Regions from separate parts of the Siniperca chuatsi genome. Here region 2 is linked to region 1. The links are chromatin contacts, called in public Hi-C maps. All regions are on one chromosome and are shown on one strand. Each heading gives the region's core, a stretch centred on a gene start, on an enhancer-like site or on the middle of the called end of the contact. The rest is flanking DNA. Distances are from core to core; before and after follow the strand shown. Region 1 overlaps gdf11 (growth/differentiation factor 11). Region 2 holds the start of gpr25 (probable G-protein coupled receptor 25).

What was found. A called contact is a pair of places that touch in the nucleus more often than the background predicts.
Region 2: a Hi-C map of liver shows a contact between it and region 1, with 2.0 times the contacts expected there. The contact joins the promoter of gpr25 here to the enhancer-like site in region 1. A contact is called at or near these places in 2 of 3 Hi-C or Micro-C datasets (liver and skeletal muscle).

What each region holds. Positions count from the first base shown.
Region 1 is chrLG2:20,208,438-20,212,680 of ASM2008510v1, reverse strand. It overlaps gdf11 (growth/differentiation factor 11), which reads right to left. Exons shown (of 3, transcript XM_044217603.1): 1 at 2,375-4,243. The coding sequence starts at 2,789. Among protein-coding and RNA genes, the nearest start is that of gdf11, 4.1 kb to the right of the region's middle. Within about 2 kb of position 2,805, the one cell type or tissue checked has an H3K27ac peak away from gene starts, as active enhancers do. A contact at or near this core is called in liver, where this site is marked.
Region 2 is chrLG2:20,247,608-20,252,185 of ASM2008510v1, reverse strand. It overlaps gpr25 (probable G-protein coupled receptor 25), which reads right to left and starts at 2,678. Exons shown (of 1, transcript XM_044175847.1): 1 at 1-2,678. The coding sequence starts at 598.

The sequences.
Region 1 (4,243 bases), core at 1,556-4,055:
GAGTACCGGAGAAAAGAAGAGGAAGGAGAGAGGGGGCTAACAGGGAGGAAGGTGGAGGGGGGAGGGGGAGAAAGAAGGAGCAGATGATAAAAACTGCAGCTGACGTAAAGAGATGAGGCAAACAGAACGGAAGTGCTGTAACATGACAGATACAGCGGTAATGTCAGTCATTAGCTCCTCTGACTGGCATGAGGCCGGTAGAAATACGCAATTATCCAGCGTCATGCATAATGCCCTTTTCTGGCTTGAGAAGGTATCAAATCAGTTTGCGTGGTGTATGTGTGTGTGTGAGCATGAGTGTGAGTGTGTGTATGTGTGTGTGTGTGATTGTGGCCATGCAGAGGATGGGAAGCAAAGAGTCCAAAATATAGTTGGAGGATGTTGTTCATTTCCCTTGTAATGTACAGATGAGTGTGTTAAACATGCAGAGTTTCATCTTGTCTGTATTTACAGGTGAAGAATCCAATATAGCATTGATCTGCACATCAGAGAGATAACAGCTATAGTTATTATAGAAAATCATCATTGTTTATCTATCTACAGTGTCGCATTCATCCTATATGTGTGTTTGTGAGCCAGTAATATAAATAGAAACAGAGGGCGACAGATAGACAGACAGATCAAACTTGAAGCACTAACATTATTTTGTGGAAATGTCCTTAAAATAACTGCCACATAAAGCGAACGGTTGAAAAATGACAAAGCAAATGCTTTTTGATGCCTCCTTAATTCACCTGTAAGATACATCAGCTGTGCACCGTTCTCCTTCAGGATGAACTGAACTGCATCACTCACATCAGTCCAGAGCAAAAACAACTCTCAGAGGAAACAATTCTTGAAACATACTCAAGGTTCAGAGAGACTTTTTGCAAGTGGTAATTTAAAAAAATTAACAAATGGTTACAAGCTTAGATAAAGAGTGGTGGAGTAGGAAAGATGGAGGTAAAATTCAGATGACATTTGAGCCTGCAGTTACAACAACATGGCAAGTGAAGGTTGATTCGCTATAATCACAGAGACAGGTGGGGCTGTCAGGACAGGTGAAGAAGTGTTATTAAACTAGATACTAGATATTAAAATATACATCTCAACTAGCTTATTCAAAAACTAACTGATGAGAGAAAAGAAACAGAGGCTCCTTTAACATACAAATCCCAACTAGATAGATAGATAGATAGATAGATAGATAGATAGATAGATAGATAGATAGATAGATAGATAGATATTATAACAAGGAATTAATAACGTCAGACAACACATAATAGGCCAAAGTCTCCTGCACAAAGGCATATCTTTGTTCACTCCTGGAGTAAAAAAAACCTGATTATTTGGAGTGTGTTTTATCCGCCTTGTGCAGAATATATTACGTGTGTAAATGTTGTTGAACCCCGCGATTCGCCAGGAAAAGGTCACACACTCCCCTCGACCCTAAGTGATTCTCTGTCTTTGTGTACTCGTGGTGAAAAAAAAACGAGCTGCGCCCATAAACTTCGCATTTAAAAGGCAAGTGCGGCCGAGGGGGGCCGCTGCATGAGGGGAACAATAGCAGCTTTTTGGACACACTTTTTCTCACTGCGATGAACAGCAGGGAAACCGGTAGAGCCTCCTATAAAAGAACGATAGAGCACAGCTGCCAGGGTTCAACAGTAATTTTATAAAATGTCTACAAAGCCTGCGGTTTATCTGTGGATTTATGGGAAACTATACGTGGGCGAGCAAATTGTTCGGGGGCAATAATCAGAGGGGCCTCACGACGTGATCATAACTCCAGATTTCAGGGCCTTTATGCAAAAAAAAGGGAAAAAATAGGCATAAAGGCTAAAGTGATGCAACTGCCAGCCAAATGCTGCATTATCATTAATAATGCACTTGACATTCAAACGGGTCTATCTTGCGTTTACTCTCTGTCAAACACAAAGAAAAATCTGAAAGAGTTTGAACATGACAGCAGGTGGACTAAATATTAGACACTGCTCCATCAGGACGTAGCCTTCCATCGTCACCATCATCATCATCACCATCATGAAAACAAAAGTTCATCGGGCCATATTGGAGCTGTCTGTCTCAGAGTGACGAGGCTCTTTATGCTGCTGATTATTGATTTATCAGGTTGATGCGTAATCCCCGGTCTATTTTGACAGCCGTGACCAACAACTGACCAGAGTCATTTGTCTAATTTTATCAGTCCGCTTCAGACACACAGAGTGGACCCCCGATCTGAATCTCAAAAAGTAGGTTAGGTCACTGACTTGAATGAGCTCCAGCGGCTCCACTGTCCACGCAGCAGGCCTGAGTCACTTGAACCTATCTGCTCCGCAATTACGCGCCTGACGCATTTGGAGACAATATTGTTGGGTTGTAAACTATTACTCACGCTCAGAGGCCATGGTGATCACGGACTCCGTGGTGGCGTGGTACTCATCCTCCTCCATAAACTCATCCTGGGACGACGCGTCTCCCTGGAAGTCGTGATGGTCCAGGAGCTGCTGGAGCGGAGGAGCCTTGGGCAGCAGCTGATTGACCACTTCCCGGCTGATGTTGGGCGCCTGCTTCAGGCGCAGCTTGCTCAGGATCTGGGACTTGATGGTCTCCAGTCTCAGCACTTTGCTCTGCTCCCTCCAAACACAGGCGGAGCATTCGTGGGAACCGGCGTCCTCGTCCAGCAGGGACAGCCCGGCATCCGTGGGCGTCTCGCTGGCAGAAGGCAGCAGCAGATTGGGCTCATCGCTCCCCGACTGTCCCAGGGAGATGAGCACCATCAAGCACAGTAAGAAGCTGTACCTCGGCATGACGATGCGTGGACACCAGGCAATGCAACTTTTTTCTTTATTTTTTCTTGTCTTTTCACTCGCTTTATCCCGTTATATCCCCTCTCTCGGATGTGCGTCTATTGTGTGCCTTATCCTACAAAAGGCAGGGAATCAGTGGCATGCATCTAATCCAATACGATCACCCCGAAGTTGCTTTTTTGCAGCTGGAGATTTTGCAATAAATTAAAAAAAAAAAAGTACGTTCCAGTGTGTCTCGGTGCGTGCTGGTTTGATTAAAAGTTAACAAATTATCTGTCTGATGAATGCATAGCCTGCTCAAAATGTAGTATAATGGTTGTTTTGGGGTCTTCTGTACAATTTAGTCCATGGAGGTGTGTGAATTCAGAAGTGTCACTGAAAAATGTGCAAGTGCGGTCAAAAAGGGGCTCTTTATATATCTCAGCTGCCCGGTGTCGTAATCCGTCTCCATTGGCTAAGATTGCAACAAAAGGCTTTTAGGTCTGTCACCAAGTCAAGAGGGACAGAGCGAAGGGAGGGTGCGCGCACTGTTATGAGAGTATAAATGTTTTACAGTGCACAAACAATGTCTCACATTGCCCAATTTGGTTATTATGATGATGACATAAACTATGGCTCGCTGCGCCTGTTGTTATAAATGGTTTATTATGGTGTAAACTGAAAAAAAGCTTCATGGATTCCTCTCGAATCCTCCACATCATCTCCTAAATCACACACATCTCAATATCTATGGTGCATTTTAACAAGAAAGCCACTGATGAGGAATCGTCATATAGACCTACCAGCGGTCTAGATGCAGATTATTTAGAGGTTGCACGAGCTTGTCCGATACGAGACTCTCCAAACTGAGCGTCAAAGTATCTGTGTGAACGAGTGAAGTAATAACTGGCCTATTCATTCAAAATCAAGGGCTGTAAAATGCACAAATGTGGTTTTAAAAAGCTGCGTCCTATGGTAATAATAAAAAATAGTGTTAAGTTAATAGCCTATATTAATACATTGACTGAAGTCATGTAGTAGCAGCAGGTCTGCATACTCTATTATTAAGTATATAGGCCTACATTCATTTGTACTAATCAGTGCAGTTGGTATAAGCCTTATGAAAATGTCACATGTTTTTAAATGGTCTTCATGAATTACTGTGGATTTTAGAATTTTTAGCTTTCTGTGTGTCACATTTGATCTATAAGTCAAAGTGTCACAGGATCTGATCAAAATGTTGCCCAACTACAAACCATAGACAGATACTGTATTCATGACTGTATATGTGCTCAATAAAAGCTGTGATATTTTAGTTGCCTGCTCTCAGTGAGGCACCACTGACCCACTAGTGTCATCTGCTGGAGGAAAACAGAGTTGCAGCTGAACATACCTTGTTTCAGTTAGTAGTTTTCATGTGTGCTGCCTCTGTCACTCCTTATTGTGGTCAGATTGTGGTACTTCATTGTAAAACA
Region 2 (4,578 bases), core at 1,429-3,928, 40 kb before region 1:
TGTTATTTTCCACGCAGGACAGTCCATTAACGGACCGCTGCACACTGCGGTACAGCAGGGACGGGATGCCGAGCACCAGGGAGCTCAACCAGACTAAGGCACAAGTGGTACGGATGCACCCACTGCTCCTGAGGTACCTGGAATCCATCAGCTTCACCACAGCCAGGTAGCGATCAACACTCATGCAGGTGAGGAAGAAGATGTTGGAGAAGCGGTTCACAGCAATGATGTAGCTGCTCAGCTTGCACAGCAGGTCCCCACTTGGTCCAAAGTCCCAGTAGCCGTTCTGGCTGGCAGAGATGGCCCACAGAGGCAGTGTGAGGACGAATATGAGGTCGGCCAGGGCCAGGTTGATAACAAAAGTGTCCACCAGACGCCCACCTCTCCTACCTTTGCCGCCCACGACTGAGATCACAAACAGGTTGCCCAAAAAGCCAGTGAAAAAGATGAGGTAATAGAGTGCGGGCAGGAAGATGTTGGAGCCATGGAGTTGTGAGCCGGGACAATCCACTGTGATATTAAAATATGATGATTCATTGTCGGTGAAGTTGTCACTGTAAGTGTAATCATAAACTTGATAATCAGTGTAGGCGTCCATTCTGAGAGATCACAGAGAGGCAGTGCAGCTGTTGGTTTGTCAGCGTGGTTAATGTAACTAAGTCTACATGCTGCTACTTGATATTGCTTGTGAAAACCACAGCAAAAAATAGAGATCTCAGCTCGCTTCCTCTCACCTCTCATTACAGACAGCCTTCCTCTCACTGTGCTTTCACGTGTAATTTTAGTGAGTCAAAGAGACTATTTTCTTTATTGATTTGAAATCATGTCAATTAAATCTCTGAAATTACAAAGCATCATGGCACCATTATGGGCACAGCAGGGTGTATAATGGATAACAGGGAGCCAGTACAATATTTTGCACTAATTAATAAAAGCGTGTAAGTTTACAAATGAGCAGTAGTGGAAGAAGTACTCAGATATTTTATGTCATTAAAAGTAGCAATGCCACAGTGTAGAAATACTCTAAATAAATAAGTAAAAGTACACAGCATCAAAATATACTTAAAGAACAAAAAGTAAAAGTAATCATTGTGCAGAACAGCCCATTTCAGAGTCATATATTATATTACTGAATTATAATTATTAATGCACTAATGTGTACATTACTTTAATGTTGCAGCTGGTAAAGGTGAGGCTTATTTTTTACTATATATACAGTAGCTTGTGAATTTCACCAAGCAATCAATAAAACCTTATCTTAACAGATAATAGAACACCATAATTTATTGATTGTAATTGTATTATTAATCTGAACCTGCAAAGTAACTAGTAACTAAAGTTATCAAATAAATGTAGTGGAGTAAAGAGTATAATATTCGCTTCTGGATTGTAGTGGAGTAGAAGTATAAAGTAGCAGAAAATGGAAATACTAAATTGTACTTAAGTATGGTTCTTGAGTAAATGTACTTAGTTACTTTCCACCACTGCAAATTAGTTTAACATGGTAGCTGTTCATAAATTCCCTGTTGCAAAAGACTTTATATGTTAAAATATTCCCCAAGACAGACAGTGTGTGTGTGTGTGTGGCAACTCCGTAGATATTTGCTCAGATGAATTGTCACATCTGTCTTATAAATACAGAAGAGGACAGATTCCTATCTTATATTGGTGAGAATTATCCTCTTTTCTTGTATCATAGTGTATTAGATGTGTGTGACCAGTAGGGGGCAGGTGAGATTTACTTCTGTTTTATATGTGGCGACCTCCTGCCTAAAATCAGACTGCCTGCGGTTCTGGAGCGAATGTCTCAGCTCATCTTCTGCAAAAGAGAGTGTTTCCTTTGCTGAGAGTTGGTGAAAACATGCTTCTGGTTAAAGCCAGGAAGGAGCAGGCAGAGTCTCAATTTACAAACTGTTAATTCTTTAATATTTCCTCTACCTATCCATTCATTCTCAAACCCAGATTAAACAGCTTTTGAATAGCTTTGTGCCTATATATATTCGACACATATTGCATATATTGTTATGTGCAGTCTGTTCACTGACAGTCCTTATATCACCTTCCCTTTGTATCACATGCAGTAGTGTTTGTTTAGTTTTGACGTTGAAGTATTTGCGTGATTCATTCTTGTGTTAGTTAACATAACCACTTTGGACTTCATTAAAGTTTCATTCATCATGACAAAGCTGTACTGATGAAAGTGCACATTTCACAGAGTGATGTTGTTTATTTATTTGGTTTTATTTGTAAGGGACAATATTAAACATAGATGTTATCATTTGATGTATTGTACCAGAGTGATCTTAAACCCAATTTTCATCTGCAGACCCTCGGCAGATCACATACACACAGTGGCAAGGACACTTATTACAAAATTACACACAGCAATAATTGCTTTCACTTAAAAAAAAACTTAAGTAAAAATTTAAATGCAAATATCAGCCAGGGTCCATGTCACATGTCTCTCAGCAACGTTTACTTGTCATTGACCCCATTAGAGCTGATCATGGTCAAACAACAACAGTCTCCTTCCCTTTGGCCTCAGAGCAGCTCTACTGAAACAGACTGGATGTAAACTGTTCTGTACTTCTATTTACTCACTTTCACCAGTTAGTTTGGTGATTTGAAGTGGTGACTTATGTTTACACGTCCATTTTATTACTGACTTTTTGTAGAGGCCAGTCTTAGCATTGTCTCAGTAGTGTATCTTTCTATAGAGAAAATAGCCAATAATTAAATAAAATACTGCTTTCTGTTGTGCACAATGAGTCAGGGGTCATTTATCTACCTAATATTGTCATTCTGTTTCTCTGTAGTGTCATTTTACTGTTGTTATTTTTGTGTATTCTGTACACACAACATCTATTAGTCTACATGTCTTTCTGTCCTGGAAGAGACATCCACAAATATTTCCAGTTAAAGGAGTTTTTTCTTATCCAAACTGATGGTCTAAACATAGAGGCTGTCATATGCTGTACAGATTATATACAGATTATAAAGCTCTTTGAGGCAAATGTATGACTTTGGGAAATGTAAATAAAACTGACTTGACTGCCAACTCATTGCCAAGCAGCTAAAACCTGAAAAGGACAAAGAAAGCAAAATCATGTTTCATCCACAGCAGACATATTGTAGTTTCAATATGTTGTGTGCTGGGGCAGCACTGCCAGCTGTTTTTCTTTATCAACTGCTGGGCACATATCCTAAAAACCCATCACTGTCACAGAAACCAAGCACACTGAAACTGCTTGACATTGGTACACTGTGCATTAGAAGCTCATCCTTAACAAACACTGCACTGGTGACAGTCTGGATGGAGTGATTCAACTCTCTGCCTCAGCTGTAAATTCATACATCAGATTTAGTTTCGTGTAACATTGACCCCAGCTCATTGCTTGAAGATTCACCCCGGTAAAAGATATAAGAGATTGACAGGACAGAGAAGGCTATGGCAGCCACGGCCATTGTTACAGAGAAGGAAACTGTCATTACGACTGCCTCCTCAAGACAGAATAGACCCCAGGAAAAATGAACTCTGTGGTCCAGCTCGCAGCTATTGTGCTGGGGCCCAGGAAGAGTGAGGCTGGAGGACAGGCCGCATCTTACAAGAGGCCGGAGAACGCTTCATTATTCTGCACTGAGTTTCAGTTAAGAAAGCACGGCGAATGAATGACCTCCTTATAGGATCCCTGCTCCACTTTCTAGCATTGTGCGTTATTCAAACACTCCTTTACTTTGTAGTGTCAAGGTGATGTGTGGATATACTCATCACAGCAGAAAATCCTGTCAGTCAGCATTGTTCGGTTTGACGTCGTTCTCCCTCATGCTCAGCTGTACCTTTTCCTTTAAAAAGTTTTAATTATTTCTTTTGCATTCTTGCTGCTCTGTCAGTGGAACGCTACATTCCTCTCCTCGAATAAGTGCTGTCTCACTCCAATTGAGCAGAGTAAATGTGAGAGTCAGTGAATGGAGCAGCCTCAATAGGAGAAAATAAACAATTGCATTGGTCCATGGGTGCAGCGGGGGAGAGCGGATGAGAGGAAGGGAGAAAGGCCTCCCTAACGTGCTAAGATTCCCATGGATACTTAGTCCCTTTTCTGTTGAGAGGAGGATCTCGTAAAGTAGTTCAACAGTGGATGATTTCTCTTTTCCTTTTACTCTGTTTTTATTTGAGGAGAGAAAGGATGGTATGCGTCAGGGTGATTGTTAGACATAGGTCACATGCACACACGTGCGCACTCGTATATACACTCACACACACACACGTTCAATTTGCTCCTCACTTGTCGAGTGCTAAGTTTCCGAAAAGGCTTCCATTGTTTGGGTGTTTTAGCTGTTTAACTAAATCAAAAGTTCATTTAACACAAAGGATTGCACAGCCTTCCATTCTGTGTCGTTTTTAGAAGTCAGAGGCTTTTAATTGTTCCCTTTTGTTAATTTTAAGCCTCTTTCCTCATGCTCCACATGTCTGAGTCCTTCTTCATTTACATACAAACCACATGATAAATTTGAGTAACACCTTAATGCTCATACGTTATCGTATCATGATAAGACATATATATATATATATATATACAG